4 separate regions of the Sus scrofa genome follow, and all the other regions are linked to region 2. A link is a contact called in public HiChIP or PLAC-seq data. All regions are on one chromosome and are shown on one strand. The core of a region is the stretch at or near the end of the contact, and the rest is flanking DNA. Distances in the headings are between cores, read along the strand shown. Region 1 overlaps UTRN (utrophin). Region 2 holds the start of UTRN (utrophin). Region 3 overlaps STX11 (syntaxin-11). Region 4 overlaps UTRN (utrophin).

Region 1 (4,178 bases), core at 655-3,154, 120 kb after region 2:
CTTAGGTCGATGCACGTTCATTGCTGTGATGCTACTGTGAACACTGCGTAAATCACTGCTCTGTAGTTAAAGTGAGGATGATTTCTGGAGCATCTGCTTCTCCAGGATCCCTCTCTTCTTCCTTTCCCTCCCTCCTTCCTTCCAAACAAGCCTCTAAATGGAATGCTTGTTCAATACTTAAGAACTTGTTGCTGACCACCATGAATTCTTAAAGAGAATGGCCGAGCCACGCACTCACTAATTCTTTCAGTGACCGTGACACATTTTGCTGGTTTTCTTTTGTCCAGGTGTTGAATAACCTCTTCGGGCATTTCATTGCACTTGTTTTACTTTTTGTCTCTTTAGTCAAAAACCATGCTACTTTCACTCACCGTGGGGTTGAATTAAATTGAATAGACATTGAAGATCACTCACTCTTCATTTCATCCATTAGGCTACACGCTTAAAATTATAATGAACCTCATATTATTGGTTTGCTTAGTTTTAGACAACCTGTATTTGTTTTATATAATAATACACATTAGAAAAAATAGATAATAGAAGAAATTTAAAGAGATTTTTAGCCACTTTTTTTTTTTTTTTGTCTTTTTGCTGTTTTTTGGGCCACTCCCGCAGCATATGGAGAGTCCCAGGCTAGGGGTCTAATCAGAGCACAGCAACGCCAGATGCGAGCTGTGTCTGCAACCTACACCACAGCTCATGGTGATGCAGGATCCTTAACCCACTGAGCAAGGCCAAGGATGGAACCCGCAACCTCATGGTTCCTAGTCGGATTCGTTAACCACTGAGCCACGATGGGAACTCCTAGCCACTTTTAATCCTATCAAAAGAAAAAAGTAAATTTTTGTTGTAAAATACTTAACTCCATTTACACATAAACATATTATTATTAACCAAAATGGCATTATACTTAGTGTTCACTTATGCACTATTGATTTTTAAGAAAATAAGAATTACAAGAGCTACATTTTGTTTTAATGCTGAGATTTGCGATTTCTAAATGAAAGACTCTGGAATTTAAAATATTAAAAGAAGTATTAAATCATGTGCTTCTTTTTGAGTTTTAAAAATAACTAACTCCTTGCAAAAAATAATCACTCAAGGAGTTGCCGCGGTGGTGCGGTGGGATTGGTGATGTCTCTGGAGTGCCAGGATGCAGGTTTGGTCTCCAGCGTGGCACACTGGGTTAGAGGATCTTGCATTGCCACAGCTGGAGCATAGATTGCAACTGCAGTTCGGATCTCACCATGGCCCAGGAACTCCACAAGCTGAGGTGCAGCCAAAAAAAGGAAAAAAAAAAAAAAAAGAGAGAGAGAGAGAGAGAAAGCAATAAAACTGACTATATGTTATTAGATGTGGGAGCATCATTTTCAAATTGATCAGAGACATCAGATTGACCTGAAAAGAATGCAAAAAAACAGTATGGTAGATACTGTATATACTGTATATATAAATAATGCCATATATATCCACACGTATGATACACCCACACAGATACACACGCTGTAAACAGTGGGGATAGGAACTGAATTGAATAGACTGCTTCAGATCCTGTTTTGAAAATAGATGGGTATAAATAATAGAATAATCAAATACTGTCAAAGGGCTCAAATTTATTATTTGTAAGATACTATCATCAGTCATGTTAGTGATGAAAGCATTTAAAAACTGTTATCTTTTCACTCTTCTTATATACAGTTACACCTTGATTATTTATAATGGGATCCGTAACTCACAGGATAGAATCTGTCTCTGTTCTGTTTTTGTTACTTGGTACACATTCGGCAGAATCAAGCTAGTTCTTAAGTCCTTTTGATGTGCTCCCCGTGCTGTGTTGGTCCTGGTTTTATTTACCTCTATTTAATTCTGAGTGTTGTCAAGGCAGAGACTGCCTTTGTCATCCCTCACGTGTCAAGGTCAGCATAGCCCCACCCAGAGAGGAGGCAATCTTCTGAGCCCCAGATCCAAGTCCCAGTTCTGCCTCTGGTTTGTTTGTTGTAGCTACAAAGCATCATTAGCGTTTCACCCTTTGCAGAACTCCAGACGGCACTTCCTAAATTTTACTTTCTTATTCAATCTTTTACAGATTTTTTTCTGTTACTAGTGTTGCTGGAAAACTTGACCTATGGTGGAAATAATTGTGATTTTCATGTATTGAAAAGAGAAATAGTAATACAGTATTAGATTATTCCATTAGCGGGTAGAGACCCGATCATATAGGGTCTCTTACTTGGAATTTGGGTTGTATTTGCCTATGGTGGGAGTCCATCAGGTTAAAGCAGAGATGTGACACGATGTGATCTGCACCCTAAAAGTAGAGTTACTCTGACTCTTGTGCAGAAGAGGCGAGGGAGGTGGTCACCTTTGGAATGCATATTTGGAGGTAGAAATGACAGGGTTGTTATGGATTCGTGGGGGTGGGGAGCGCGGGAAAGGAAAGGAATCTGGTATGACTCCTTTGTTTTTTGGTCTGAGTAAGTACGATGACTCTGCGCGTGTTGTGCAATCAATCAGAATCCCTAGCCTGTGGACCTGTGGATGGTGTTGTGGTGTGTGGTGTGTGTGTGTAACTGTTTCACATTTTATCACTTCCTCACAGGACTCACGGTTGACTGATCCTGTGTGTCACCTGTCTGTGGTTATGCCCTGGGGGGAGATTGTTGGTCAGTCGCCCGCCCAAGGATTCAGTCTGCCTGTAGACGAGATTTGTTTATATGGCATAACGTTTTGGGAAATTACAAACATCAAGAGATTACGCATATAGGAGTTCCCGTTGTGGCGCAGTGGTGAATGAATCCGACTAGGAACCATGAGGTTGCGGGTTCGATCACCGTGAGCTGTGGTGTAGGTTGCAGACGCAGCTCGGGCTCCGATCTGGCATTGCTGTGGCTGTGGCGTAGGCCGGTGGATCTCTGTGTGCCTCGGGAGCGGCCCTAGAAAAGGCAAAAAGACCAAATAAATAAATAAATAAATAAAAGAGAGATGACACATATAAATTGAGATTTTCAGCTCCTTTTTGAGAAACCAGAAGTCCTACCAACAATGGCCTGGGATTCCCACATGGCCGTCGTTGGCTGGAACTGAGTACTGGCTGTCACTTTTAGCCTCTAAGGCTGGCCGATTCACCAGGCCTGTTGGCTACGTCTGGTCCGCTGCATTCAGATGTCCTGTCACATGTCCGTGACTGTCCTTGGAGCCCCTGCCCTCCCACAGACCCTGGCTTATCCTGCATTGTGAGACTGTTTGCTTCTGTCTTCTGACATTTTATTTACTTATTTATTTATTTATTTTTTGTCTTTTTGCCTTTTCTATGGCTGCTTCCCACAGCCTGTGGAGGTTCCCAGGCTAGGGGTCGAATCGGAGCTGCAGCTGGCAGCCTACACCACATCCACAGCAACACAGGATCCGAGCCACATCTGTGACCTACACCACAGTGCACGGCAATGCCAGATCCTTAACCCACTGAGCAAGGCCAGGGATTGAACTCACAACCTCATGGTTCCTAGTCGGATTGGTTTCCACTGCGCCACGAGGGGAAATCCCACTTGTACTATTTTGTGTTTGTTGGAAAACTATGGAAACCCTCGCTTGTAAATGGGGAGGGTGACCTGAGCTTGGTATTTCTGCAGGGCCAGGCACAAAGGAGGTATTGACCAGATATTAGTCCAATTGAATTATTAAACTGTATATTCTCTCTTTGAAAAGTTTCTGCAAATGGGTCTTTGCAAAGAATTAAAAATCTAAATCAGAGTTTAACTGTCAGGCTGAATCAGTTTTGGTTTTTTTTTTTGTTTTGTTTATTTATTTTATTTTTTTTGTCTTTTTGCTATTTCTTGGGCTGCTCCCGCGGCATGTGGAGGTTCCAGGCTAGGGGTCCAATCGGAGCTGTAGCCACTGGCCTACGCCAGAGCCACAACAACGCGGGATCCGAGCCGCGTCTGCAACCTACACCACAGCTCACGGCAACGCTGGATCCCTAACCCACTGAGCAAGGGCCGAGATCGAACCCACAACCTCATGGTTCCTAGTCGGATTCGTTAACTACTGCGCCACGACAGTAACTCCAGTTTTTATTTTTGTTAAAGGCTGACTTCTGACATTTCTAAACTGTTTCCCAGGGTCGATTCTGTGTTTAGCGTCTGTGATGTGAATACACTAGAGATGCTTTAAAGCCATAC
Region 2 (4,163 bases), core at 1,176-3,675:
CTTAACTAGATTTGAAGTTCTTTAAGGCAAGATCTCTGTCAGGTTTATCTTTGCATCATTCACAGTGCCAGCAGACCTGGCAAGCCCCCAATTGGTGTTTGTAAAATGAATAAATGAATGAAAGTGGATGAATAAATGTACCCATTTCCCACAAAGCCTCTGGACTTTATCTGGCTTGTGAGAAGAAAATCCTCCCAAAGGAAGGAAGCTAAGCTAGAGACTTTATAAGGAACAGTATCTTTCTAAAGTCCTCTAATGGAATGAGGAATCTTTCACTTTATAACTCATAAAAGACTAGTGAGTTCTTTCTGAAAAATTATGTGTAAGGCCCCTACTGCTTTATTTTTACTAACCGGTAAATTAACTCTCAAATGTTAAACCAGCAATAAGCCAGAGCTCCTTTATCAATTGTCCTTTCCTCATTCTTTATACAAACTAGGAATTTAGGTTGCTGATTTCCCTCGCCTCCCATTTTACGTGATGGTCACGTAAAAGAATCATAGAAACACATCAGGAACGAAGTATGTAAATAATAAAAATGCACATACAGCAGCACTCATTTCGTCCTACGTATTATTTTGACCCACACCTCAGCCTTGAAACTCTGAGATGTGTTTGCACGTATATTGAAAAAATAGAAAAATAAAGTCAGCCCAAACACTCTCTTGTCAGTATGAACGAATGTAAAACGAAATGTCGTTTTTCTTCACATTAAAAACGACACCAAGAAAATTATATAAAATAAATATACCCTTGGAATTAGAAATCCAGCAACGTCAGCACACTGAGATGGGGTGAGTGGAGGGGCAAATGAAGATTCATCTCTTAAGGGAGAAAAGAAATCCACCCTAACTGGAGGCCAGGTTTGCCTGGCGGGGGTGTGACTCACATTTTTGGATAATCTGAATAAAGGGGATCATGTCAGAGCGAGGCATCCATGCCAGCTGCGGGCTCTCGGCACGCAGTCCGCTCGGGAGCGGAGCCGGGCGCGCCGCCGCAGGCCAGCCGAGCGCCAGCCGGGCTACAGCCGGCGGGGAGGGCGCGCTGGGCGGACGCTGACTGACCGCGCGCGCGGTCAGGTGATCCCGGGCGCCACGTTCCCGGAGCCCTGCCTGCCGTGGCCGCCTGGGTCGGGCCGGGGCCGAACCGGAGTCGAGAGGACCTGGTCTCTCGGAACAAAGTTGCCGGCCCGGCGACGGCGGCGGCGGCGAGGAGGGAGAGCCGAGAGGGAGTGGGAGTGCTGGGCCGGCCGGCCGCCGGGCCGGACCCGCTGGGCCACCTCCTCCTCGGGGCGAGCGAACCCCGGGTGCCTGGACGCGAGCCGGCTCCCAGGGGAAGGCAGCGCGCGCCCGGGCGGCCCGGCTCCCCACCCTCCCTCCTCCGCCTCCTGCGCTCCTCTCCGCGCTCCAACAAAGGGGCAGGCCCGCGGCGGGGGGAGAAGGAGGAGGAGCTGGAGGAGCGAGCGGCTCGCGCACAAAGTTGTGGAGTCGCCTTTCCTCGGAGGAGGGGAGCGGGCAGCCGCCGCCTGCCGCGGGCTTTCTCCCGCCGAGGGGCGAGGAGGAGCCTCCAGCTCCCGAAGCCGATTGGGGAATCACGGGGAACTGTGCCCCCCTTTCTTTTGGGTCATTTCTGCAGACGGAAAACTCTAGTGTTTGGCAAATTTGGTGCCTGCGCTCCCGTTCCAGGTTTGCACTCCGACTGTTTTGTTTTTGTTTTTGGCGGAACTACGGGGCAGGAAGATTGCACAAGTTAGGGGCGTTTTCAGGCGGGTGTCAAAAAAATTTTTTTCCCCCTCTTCGGATCTTGTCTGGTTTTCCACATTTCCTTTTAAAAAAACTTCGAACCACAAAAGCTCCCGCTTGTACACACCCCCGCGATTACTACGCCCCAAGCCCAGCAGAGGAGCCCTTGGCTAGCTCCGGACGTGAAGGCGGCGGCGGCGGCTGGCAGGCGAGGCGGGCCCGCGGGTCCCGGGAGCAGGTAAGCCCATGCATTATTGAGCCTGGGGCCGGTTAATATGACCACAGCCCTAGGGAAATGGGGCATAGGCTGCGAGGAGGATGGACTTTTCTGCGGTTCCTCGGCCCAGGATCAGAGTCCCGAGCTCCTTTTCTAGGCTGAAGAAGAAGTAACCAACTTTGGCGTGCACTTTCCTTGGAACCTCAGTTCAGCTCCCCGTGGCGAGACAGAGAATGCCAGAAACGTGGAGAGAGCTCGGGCGAAGAAGTCCTCGGAATCCGTGTAGTAGCAAACGACCCAAACTCCTCCGACTGGTTCTGGGCTGCCTCTGGACTCCCCCAGCCTTCCTGCTGGCGGGAGTGAGAGGGTCGCGCCTTCCAGTGCGCTGGGCCAGTGATCTCCAAGAGGGGACGTGGCTTCCTAGGAGGGCCTGTCACACACACCCCAGCCCCGGGAAGGCGGGGCCCCAGAGGTGTCCGCAAGGACAGGGTGGGGAAAGGTTCCCAGCCATCGGCCTGGCAGGAAACGTGCTTGGCCTCCGGGCCGTTGCTGCTCCCGAGGGTGGGGCTTTGGAGAGGGGGACGAGGGGCGCTCTGTCGGTGCATAGTCCTGCGCGGTCGCCTCTTCGGGTTTTCAGGATCCGTGGCATCTCTTGCTGCAACTGGTAAGGTAATCAATGGCCCTGTGTGGCTTCGGGTCCGAGGCTCTGGTTACCCCAGAACCATTTAAAAACCAACACTAATGTTATAGGCTGTGCAAGTTTTAGAAGTGTTAAAAGTGAATCTCCCCCCGCCCCCCAACCAAGCCCCAGATTACGACAGGAACTCGTTCCTGGGTTGTTTCAAGGGGAGGCGAAAACGTGCTCGACTTCCAAGAGCTAGGGGACCTGCATTTTGTTTTACACCGAACTGGGCAGGTCGGGTCTAACCTGGGTCTAACTGCCCGGCTCTCTGGGATGCCCCGAAGAGAACCTCCTCTTTACCACCCTCCAGGTCACCTGGTTCACCAGGGCCTCGCGGGTCGGTTCTCCAGGCAACTCCGCTCTGGGAGGGTCAGTTGCCTTGGCCGGCGTGAACCGAGTTCGGGGAGGCCCCGATTCCCGGGGTTCGGGCGGGAGCTCGCGGCCTCTGGGACCCCGGGTAGCAGCCGCATCCATTCCTTTGTAACTTGGAGGGGCCTCAGGAAGTCGGGTGGACCCCTGCGGGCTGGTTGCTCCTGGGCCCGGGGGACGCAGCCTGCTGAGAGCGCCACGAGTCAGGCGAGAGCTGCAGGAATGCGAAGCTCCTGGGTGCTTCGGCTTGCAGGGAACCCGGCTGGCGAGGGCCCTGGTTTCCGCGGAGTCATTCCCCGCCCCCGGGGTTCGCTTTTCTGGAAGCGATGAGACAGCGTTTTACCTCTCCTCCAGGTGTTTACCTAAAATTGATTGCCCCTGTAAACAGCATTAATCACAATAATATTAATCTTCCCTTGGAGCGCTTCCGAGAATGAATGGCAGTTCTTGGCACTGGGCGGTGTCTTTTACCAAGTTTCAGGCGGAGCGGCAAACTCTGCCCTCCCGGGCTTCTCTTTTCACTGTCTCTAGCATTCTTAGGCTTTGGTTCCTAGTGTAAGTGAATGAATAGTTTCTGCCCAAGGACCTACAACGTATTTCCATCATAACTGCACGTCGTTAAACGTATTTGTGTCCTGACACTTTGTAATGTAAAAATTAAAACATGAGTTTTGCCTCTAAGGCCCAGACTTTCAACCCAGGTTTATTGCCACACACTCGTGGTCCACGTGATAGCAAGAAAGAGTTGGTGAATATAGAGTGAGGGCCTTGGTTTCAGGGTGAAAGAGCTGCCTAAACTTGGCAGAACATGATGATGAGGCAACAGAACCTAGAGCAGAGGTAACAATAAATTACAATTGTAAAGGGCTTAAAGCTTGTAAAGCAGCATCCCATTCACTTGTTCACTTTCTCACCTAGCTTGGTGTGGAAGATGGCTTTGCTTCCCCACTAGAGATGTGGAAGGGGAGGGTCCCACAGAGGCACATTGTCAGTGGTGAAACTTTGATCCTCTCCTGACAACCACCAGTGAATTACTGCATATGTTACTGGACTTGGAAACCCCTGCCCATGAGTGGCAACAAGTGGCAGTTGGTGACTGTCATTGTTGAAATGGTCATCTGGGATTCTCCTGCCTTTCCTTTTTTCCTTGTCT
Region 3 (4,192 bases), core at 431-2,930, 81 kb before region 2:
CCAGATCAAGGACTGGTGCTGAAATAGACACAGAATAGATAGATAACACTTAGAGTTGGCCCCAAAGCCTTGTAAATTGGCTGTCCATATTCAACAATCATTATCTTTGCCAGTCTTCTCTTCTTATTTTTCCTTTCGCTGATGTGTTTTGATTTGCGATTATGAAGCATGTAAAGGAAGAAAAAGAGTTGGGTTCCCAAAGCACTCTAAAATTTGAAATTGCTGATTGTATTCTGGGCACCTCTACTATTGAACTGCAGATTCCTACCTACCAGCTGTAAAATACAAATGTGTTCATGACTCTTAGTCACATTAGTCCTTTATACTCATAAGAAAAATGTCATGGGACATTTAACTCCTTTACCGCGTTTATTACCTATACCCAAGAGTAAAGAATCTGGAGTGCTAAGCAGTAAGCAGAATGTTTATTTTAATCTTCAATTCCCTCAACGCAAAATATTTGACTCTCCCTAGAGGAATTTAACCTCAGTATCTCTACTTGCAGGCAAAATGAAGGACCGGCTAGTAGAACTTTTGGAGTTAACCAAGCACTATGACCAGCAGTTCCCAGAAAAGGACGATGACTTTGACTCACCTCACGAGGACATCGTGTTTGAGACGGACCACATCCTGGAATCCTTGTACCGAGACATCCAGGAGCTTCAGGATGAAAACCAGCAGCTGTTTACTGACGTGAAGCGGCTGGGAAAGCAGAACGCCCGCTTCCTCACGTCCATGCGGCGTCTCAGCAGCATCAAGCGTGACACCAACTCGATTGCCAAGGACATCAAGGCCCGGGGTGAGAGCATCCACCGCAAGCTGAGCGCCATGAAGGCGCTGAGCGAGGAGGCGCAGGCAAAGCACGGTGAGCACTCGGCTGTGGCGCGCATCGCGCAGGCGCAGTACAGCGCGCTCGCCCGCACCTTCCAGGCTGCCATGCACGAGTACAACCAGGCCGAGATGAAGCAGCGCGAAAACTGTAAGATCCGCATCCAGCGCCAGCTGGAGATCATGGGCAAGGATGTCTCGAGCAACCAGATAGAGGACATGTTCGAACAAGGCAAATGGGACGTGTTCTCCGAGAACCTGCTGGCTGATGTGAAGGGCGCGCGGGCGGCCCTCAATGAGATCGAGAACCGCCACCGCGAGATGCTGCGGCTGGAGAGCCGCATCCGCGACCTGCATGACCTCTTCCTGCAGATGGCCATGCTGGTGGAGCAGCAGGCTGACACCTTGGACGTCATCGAGTTCAACGTGCAGAAGACCCTTGACTACACCGGCCAGGCCAAGGTGCAGGTGCGCAAGGCGGTGCAGTACAAAAAGAAGAATCCCTGCCGGACCATCTGCTGCTTCTGCTGCCCCTGCCTGAACTAGCAGGCCTGCAACACCTGATCCCAGACCTGAAAGGGCTAGTAAGCACCCTGGGAAAGATGTTGAGGCCATTTGCACTGGGATGAGTTGCTCTAATGCCTATGGACCTCGCTCTTTAGAGAAAGAAAACACTCAAGGTCCAAGAATTCCAGCCCAGCTCGAACTTGGAAAGAGGGTACATGTCACCCCATTGTTTCTTCAGTAAGGACAGATACCTCCTGAAATTTTGTGAGATCATTATATGGCACATAAACACCCTCGCCTCTTAACGGAAGCCAAATGAGGAACTGACATTGTAGTGTACTCTACGGTAAATGTCCAAGGCACGTTTGCTCATGAACCTCTAGGAGGAAGTCAAATTGTGCATCAGCCCATTGTGTAAGGACTGGTTATTAAAACTTCAATTCATTTACCCTGTCCTGAAAGTACCTTGGTTCTATTCATTTTCGAGTGAAATTGACCTTGGGAAAAACTGCACATCTTCCTTTTCTTACTCTTTATCTGGTTTATGCTATGTGATTCCCACATGGATGTGTATCTTCTTTCTGCTCACCTCCTCTACTTGTTTAAATCACAAGTATCACTGTTTCCTCAACTCTTTATATTCTATCAGAATATATTTGGAGATTTTTTTCCAAATGTTTTTAAGCACTGAGTATTGAACAAGCACTCAAATTAAAGTTTGTATGTCACATTATATATATTTTTCATAAATAAAAATAATTTAAAATTTCTTTTTACTTGATTTTTACAAATGCATATATATATAAATGTAAAGTACAAATATTTACTAATGCATGTACATAATACCAATTGGTTTAACTTTACTTTTGTAAATATGGTATATAAATATCCAGGAAAATATTTTTACTGGTTATTAGTGTTGATTTGCTTGTTTCATCTGCATCTCAGTAGTCCAGTTTGGGTCAAAACTTGGTTTTGAACATCTCTGTCTTGGTTATGGTGATAAAGACAGATAAAATTCTGAAAATGCATACAAAACTAGAGATAATAAAAATGGTCTTAAAAGTAATTACTTTTGTTTTACTGTGGCCCATTCCTTTCATGCATTCAAATGTGGTAATTTAAAATAAAAGAATCCTGTTTTTCAAGTTAGTGGAATAAACACATTATAAACATCCTTTTTTATGCATTTGTGTCTTGACCATTTAAATCTTAGTCTACTTTTTCAATTATTGTCTACTAGCTGCCTGAGGTTGCAACATCTGGATGAAACTCTGAATAGAGGGGGGAAATGAAAATTAATTCACATGGGGGTGTGTTGCTTTCTCTCCTGAGTTATTTACAATAGTTTAACAAAATCATCCTGTTTTGGAGATCTGGTTTTGTTTGCAAACTTTGTAATGCCCTGACTCACATTTACCATGTTTTCTGTCTTTAAGTCAACTCTTAACTCTTTCCACTCGCTATTTAATAAACGAGAGTTTATTCAATGGTCGTTATTCCCAGAGTTTTCAGACAGTGAAACTTTAATAGAAATAGAAAGAAGAGTATGTGAACTCTTTGGAACTCACTGACTAGCCTGCTTATGACTGTGAAATCTAGCCCTGCTCCTAATTTTAATTTCATGGTTAAATATGAGAATTGTGGAAACCAAGTCCCACTAGGCTTTTCTCAGATTTCTCTCATTTCTTTCTCAGCTAATTCCAGAGATGTGTTTCACCTTTGACTTAATTCCCTTTCTCTAAAAAAAAATCTTCAAACAGATTCATTGCTCTGTCTTTGATAAGAGGCAAGAGATTTTGTAAATATAGTCCATCAGCTAGTTTCCACAAAAGAGAATAGTTGATGAATTCAACCCATAAAGCATTTTCTGCATTTAGAGCCATTCATAAAAGTCAAAGAGTTTGCTGGCTCTGTGTATTTTTTAATTGCCCACATTTCTCATTGGAGAATTAGGTAAAAACTTTAATATACCAGAATTAGTGAACTGTTGGCTATGAAAAGGCAAGAATTTTTCTTCCTGCTTTTTAGTAACTATCAGGTGTGGCATAGCAATTAAGAACACAAAATCAGACCCTACTCTCTGGGTTTAAATCATGACTTTGCCGTATAGCTGTATGACTTGAGGGCATTATTTAACCTCTCTGCACCTCAGTTTCCTCATCTGTAAAATGGTTATAACAGGACTCATCTCATAGAGTTGTAAGAAGTAAATGACTATGTAAAAACACTTAAGACAGTGCCTGGCACATGCTCAGTGCTATGTTCATTATTGCATAACTCTCTTGTAGACTGAAAGGGTTGCTCTTAACTTTAAGAATCATTAACTTCTGGAGTTCCCATCATGGCTCAGTGGTTAACAAATCCAACCAGGAACCATGAGGTTGTGGGTTCGATCCCTGGCCTTGCTCAGTGGGTTAAGGATCTGGCATTGCTGTGAGCTGTGGTGTAGGTTGCAGATGCGGCTCAGATCCTGCATTGCTGTGTCTATGGCAAAGGCTGACAACTACAGCTCCAATTGGATCCCTAGTCTGGGAACCTCCATATGCTGCAGGTGTGGCCCTAGAAAAGGCAAAAAGACCAAAAAAAAAAAAAAAGAGTTATCAACTTCTGAGGAAAAATAAATACTTATTTTTCTGTTAATAGTCTTTAATAAAATAGGAGTTCCCATTGTGGTGCAGCAGAAATGAATCTGACTAGTATCCATGTCAGGATGTTTGTTTGATCCCTGGCCTCGCTCAGTGGGTCAGGGGTCCGGCATTACCTTGAGCTGTGGTGTAGGTTGAAGTTGCACTTGGATCCCAAGTTGTTGTGGCTGTGGCAAAGGCTGGCAGCTACAGGTCCGATTTGACCCCTA
Region 4 (4,134 bases), core at 1,092-3,591, 69 kb after region 2:
TAAGCGGAAGCTGTGCACCCTGACATCTTTTTCGTTGTGTTTTTCCTTGGCATTACTTGAAAGGTATGATCATGATAGGGATCCTGGTTTCATGTTTCTCGTGCGTGCTTTGACCCTACTAGTTAGAGGGGCCCAGGCGCTTCCTATTCCAATCATTTGCAAATTCAGGATTTGGTTGGTGGGCCACCCAGAAGGACTGGTGTGAAAGTCAGATAGGATCTGGACACAGCGACTCCCTTGCTCCTGCCCCAATATTTTGACCTTGATTCGAACAGTTCAGTGAACTGGCAGCTCGAGTAGTGTTTTCCCATTGAACTAGAACTTTCATTGTTTTGCAGAGGAAGATGAGTCACAGCCCAGTCCTGCCATTGTGACGAAGTGAAACTTTAGTCCAGGGCTAAAGGAACACAGGTCAAAAACTTTCTGTCTAAACCACAAAGTATTGAAATGTGGATTGTGAGCCCGGTGGGAATTAGCATGGCCCTCTCTGTGAGGTGGCTCTCCAGGTGATGAAGCATTTTTACTGTAGTACTCTTTTGATCCTAAATCTAATTTTGAGTAACCAGGCTCCTTCATAAAAAATTCAGTGCAGAATAAAAATTATACAGGGTAGAAAAGGATCAGTTTTTCTCCCTCTCTGTGATCATTGTTACTAATTTTTTCTGTCCTAGCAAACTTTTGTCTATGTATATACAAATGTATAGCTTTATGTCTAAATTCCCACGAACACAGTTTTTCTTTTTAAAACTAAAGCTGAAATCCTCCTGTCACAGTACTTCCCATTTAAAAAAAATTAAAAATAATGAAAGTGTTCATTTGGGTCATTTTGGGGGCAAGTTTGCTTTGACTGTTAAACTGCTATCCACAAAGAGGAGAGAGAAGAAAAGTAGTATAGAATTGTTTGAACTTGTGTGTGTGTGTGTGTGTGTGAAATTGAACTTCTCTGCATGTTTATTGGCTCTTTGGACAAATTCTTCAATGAATTGCCTTTTCATACATTGTCCCCCCCCCCCCTTTTTTTTCCTCTTGTATGGATCTCTGACTGTGAAATCGTTACTGATTCTGAAGGAAATGAATACAAAATGGCAGATTTTGAATGACTAATTTGAATTTTGAGTTTTAAGATGGGTCACCTCCAACTTCGAAGACAGTCTTGGTTTCTGACAGAAGCTTGAGTCTTTGGATTTGGACTCTCTCTTTTTTTTCCTCCTTCTCTTTTGGCTGTGAGGGCCGTCATTATCCCAAGCTGTGCTGAGCCTGGTAACTAAGGTGTTCTCAAGACTGGTGATTGTTTAGGTGCACTCACTCTTTTATTATATTTTCATGTACTGATAACTTATTTGTATAGGGATGGTAAATCCCAGTATTATTTTTAGAATAACCCATTTTCTGTGTAATTTATGGAACATGTTCCATTTAGCAGAAAGAGGCTCTGGCCTTAGACTCAGGCTTGAATCCCAGCTATGCTGCATCCTGGGTCTCAGTTTGCTCTCTTGCAAAATGGGGATACTGGGGCTGTTGTAAGTCTTCATGGGTGTATGCATGTAAAAACCCTTGTGCAGTACTTGGCAGATTGTGGGAAGGATGATAATAAATGCTGGCTGTTGATGTGAGTAGAGCTTTTTAAGTTAAAACAGGGGAGAAAAAAATACAGTTTAGATGTTAAGTGAAGATAAAACATTGGCTTAAATGCGGCCCCACGTGCACCATCATACCGAAAATTTGCCAGTTTTTTTCTCATCTTTCGAGATCTGGTAGTGATTTTTTTCACATCAAAGCATCAAACCTGTAATTCTCTACTGGGCTCCTTTAACCACAGATCCAGTATGTGGCAAGGAATTTAGAGCTACACAGGACAGCAAATGGCCTGCAGTTGCTTGGAGAATATCTTTGTGGCAGGGTGCCTGAAATGTTTTGCTGGTTTCAAAGTTCACTTTCATTTGTTCAGAAAGGTTTTTATTGTTTGCAAGCAAGCAAGGCAAGCAAAGGGAAAGGGCACGCAGCCTCCTGTAGGATTCTGTGCTGGGTGACCTGTTTGCCTTTTGGTGCCTCATATAAAAAGCTTTATTTAGTCTGCAGAGAAGACTGTTTCTCCAAATTGAGGAAAACTGTCCTAACGGTCTGGAAACATGTTTGATTTTGGTGTAATGCCATTGATCCAGATACTGTTTGAGGCTGGGCTACACAGCAGTTATAAGAAAGGCATCTTGCACAGATTCTTCCAGGTCACTTGCATGTCATCGATGGAAATGCCTCATCTGATAGCTAACTGTGCACTTGGCCTTCTGAGAAATAGCTCTTCCTGTCACACCCACACTGAGCCTTTTCTTCTGGCCCAGCCAGCCCCTAGCTAGAAACCTGCTGCCAGCATGAGTCTCCAGGCTTTTGACCTGGACTGTTTTCTTGTTAGACTCCTGGATTCTGTGCTTTTAGCTTCTGCTCTTAGGCAACAAATCCTTTTCTGGTATCAGAGGCTCCTGATTGTATTGTACAGAAGAAATTTATTTTCCCATCAAATTCATTTTCTCCTGATAATTCCTACCACCCATGCAGCCTGGTATCTGATAATACTCTGAGAGCCGTGTAGTTAGTTGTTTATTTATTGTCAAACTCTGAAGAACTAGTGTTACTGCAGGCCAAAGAAAAATATAGTTTGTGTGTGTGTTAGCCAGGGGCAGTGATGTATCAGATATTTGGAGGAAAAAAAAATCATGACTACTTAATTACATTTTATCTCCGCCCATGTGAATTCTTTAAGAATAATTATTACATTCTATCTTTGCTCCTATGTATTCAAAAAATTACAGTGGGTTTCATAGTGATGGATTTTAAGCTGGGAAGTTCGGGATATTTTGCAGTTCTCATTTTCCCTTCCAGGTCCCACTGGATCCTTCTTATCCATCCCCCTCCTTCCTACCCATTTCTTCTGCCGTTACAAGAAGAATCGTAGGTTTTATGATGAGATTTTTGCCTGTGGCTGAATAAGCTGAGCACCATTTTAAAAAGTCCTTGAGATTGCATTCTGTGTATTTACTGAATTTGTTGCTAGGCCTTATGCTGCAGAATTTCTCTAAGTAATAAGCTCTAAATAGAAATGAATGGTGCTGAAGGTAAATCTCCCCGTTGATTACTGTAATAAAGAATTGACATTTGCTTCCCGTAATTTGGAAGTCATTCAGTAGGTAATATTTGCCTGGTGTTTTATGATGAACAATCCTTATCATATTGGGTTTGTATTAGGAAGAAAGTAAGCATTGATTTCTCTGTAATTTTCTGAAACTTCTCATCTTTCATTTTGTTTTGTTTGTTTGTTGTTGTTGTACCTGTGGCATGCAGAATCCTGGGCCCCGGATTGAACCTGAGCTGTAGCAATGACAACCTCAAGTCCTTAACTGCTGGGCCACAAGGGAACTCCTTATCTTTGTTTCTTACATAAAGTGATGCTCAGTTTTCTGTCAACTATATTCTTGCCACACATGATTAAGAATGAGAAGGAAAAAAAGAGCCAAAAATAAATGATTTAGAATACTTATGGAGACCTGCTGTTTTCTGGGTCCTGTCATTGTTGCTAGGGATGTTGTTGTTGCTTTCCTTTTTTCTTTTTTGGGCGCCTTGTGCCATATGGAGTTCCAGGCCAGGGATCAGATCCGAGCTGCAGTTGCAACCTCTGCCGCAGCTGTAGCAATGCTGGATCCCTAACCCACTGACCCACTGTGCTGGGCTGGGGATTGAACCTGCCTCTTGGCACTGAAGAAATGCTGCTGATCCTGTTGCACCACAGTAAGAACTCCAGGGATTTTTTTTTTTTTTTTTTTGTCTTATTTTTTTTTTTAGGGGTGAGGCATATGGATGTTCCCAGGCTGGGGGTTCAAATCAGAGCTGTGACTGCCAGCCTACGCCACAGTCATAGCAACGCTGTATCCTTAACCCACTGAGCAAGGCCAGGGATCAAACCCAAGTCCTCATGGATACTAGCTGGTTCGTTAACTGCTGAGCCACGCCTGGAACTCCCAGGGTTTTGTTTTTTTTTTTAATTAGGTTTTAAACTATATGATTCTGCTCACTGGCAGCCCAGGACCACTGTATGCCCTGCAGACTCGCATAGATTATGAGGGACATTTGCATATGTGTGCA

Evidence for each region. HiChIP or PLAC-seq counts read pairs in DNA pulled down with a chosen protein or histone mark.
Region 1: a contact with region 2 is called in an H3K27ac HiChIP or PLAC-seq map of alveolar macrophages. The contact joins the enhancer-like site here to the promoter of UTRN in region 2. A contact is called at or near these places in 3 of 5 promoter capture datasets (fetal liver, fetal skeletal muscle and liver), 4 of 47 Hi-C or Micro-C datasets (alveolar macrophages, omental adipose tissue, skeletal muscle and 1 more) and 2 of 2 datasets of contacts at active chromatin or transcription factors (alveolar macrophages and skeletal muscle).
Region 3: a contact with region 2 is called in an H3K27ac HiChIP or PLAC-seq map of alveolar macrophages. The contact joins the enhancer-like site here to the promoter of UTRN in region 2. A contact is called at or near these places in 2 of 5 promoter capture datasets (fetal liver and liver), 12 of 47 Hi-C or Micro-C datasets (embryonic fibroblasts, heart right ventricle, liver and 5 more) and 2 of 2 datasets of contacts at active chromatin or transcription factors (alveolar macrophages and skeletal muscle).
Region 4: an H3K27ac HiChIP or PLAC-seq map of skeletal muscle shows a contact between it and region 2. The contact joins the enhancer-like site here to the promoter of UTRN in region 2. A contact is called at or near these places in 1 of 5 promoter capture datasets (liver), 7 of 47 Hi-C or Micro-C datasets (adipocytes, heart right ventricle, liver and 3 more) and 2 of 2 datasets of contacts at active chromatin or transcription factors (alveolar macrophages and skeletal muscle).

Annotation. Positions count from the first base shown.
Region 1 is chr1:20,922,462-20,926,639 of Sscrofa11.1, reverse strand. The region is part of intron 3 of UTRN (utrophin); the gene reads left to right. Among named protein-coding and RNA genes, the nearest start is that of UTRN, 120 kb to the left of the region's middle. Within about 2 kb of position 1,904, at least 18 of the 83 cell types and tissues checked have an H3K27ac peak or open chromatin away from gene starts, as enhancers often do. A contact at or near this core is called in alveolar macrophages, omental adipose tissue and subcutaneous adipose tissue, where this site is marked.
Region 2 is chr1:21,046,189-21,050,351 of Sscrofa11.1, reverse strand. It overlaps UTRN (utrophin), which reads left to right and starts at 2,425. Exons shown (of 75, transcript XM_021072273.1): 1 at 2,425-2,623.
Region 3 is chr1:21,126,194-21,130,385 of Sscrofa11.1, reverse strand. STX11 (syntaxin-11) reads left to right here. Exons shown (of 2, transcript XM_021087115.1): 2 at 506-2,515. The coding sequence ends at 1,374. Among named protein-coding and RNA genes, the nearest start is that of TRNAL-UAA, 15 kb to the right of the region's middle. Within about 2 kb of position 1,680, at least 6 of the 83 cell types and tissues checked have an H3K27ac peak or open chromatin away from gene starts, as enhancers often do. A contact at or near this core is called in alveolar macrophages, where this site is marked.
Region 4 is chr1:20,977,603-20,981,736 of Sscrofa11.1, reverse strand. The region is part of intron 2 of UTRN (utrophin); the gene reads left to right. Among named protein-coding and RNA genes, the nearest start is that of UTRN, 68 kb to the left of the region's middle. Within about 2 kb of position 2,341, at least 19 of the 83 cell types and tissues checked have an H3K27ac peak or open chromatin away from gene starts, as enhancers often do. A contact at or near this core is called in retroperitoneal adipose tissue, where this site is marked.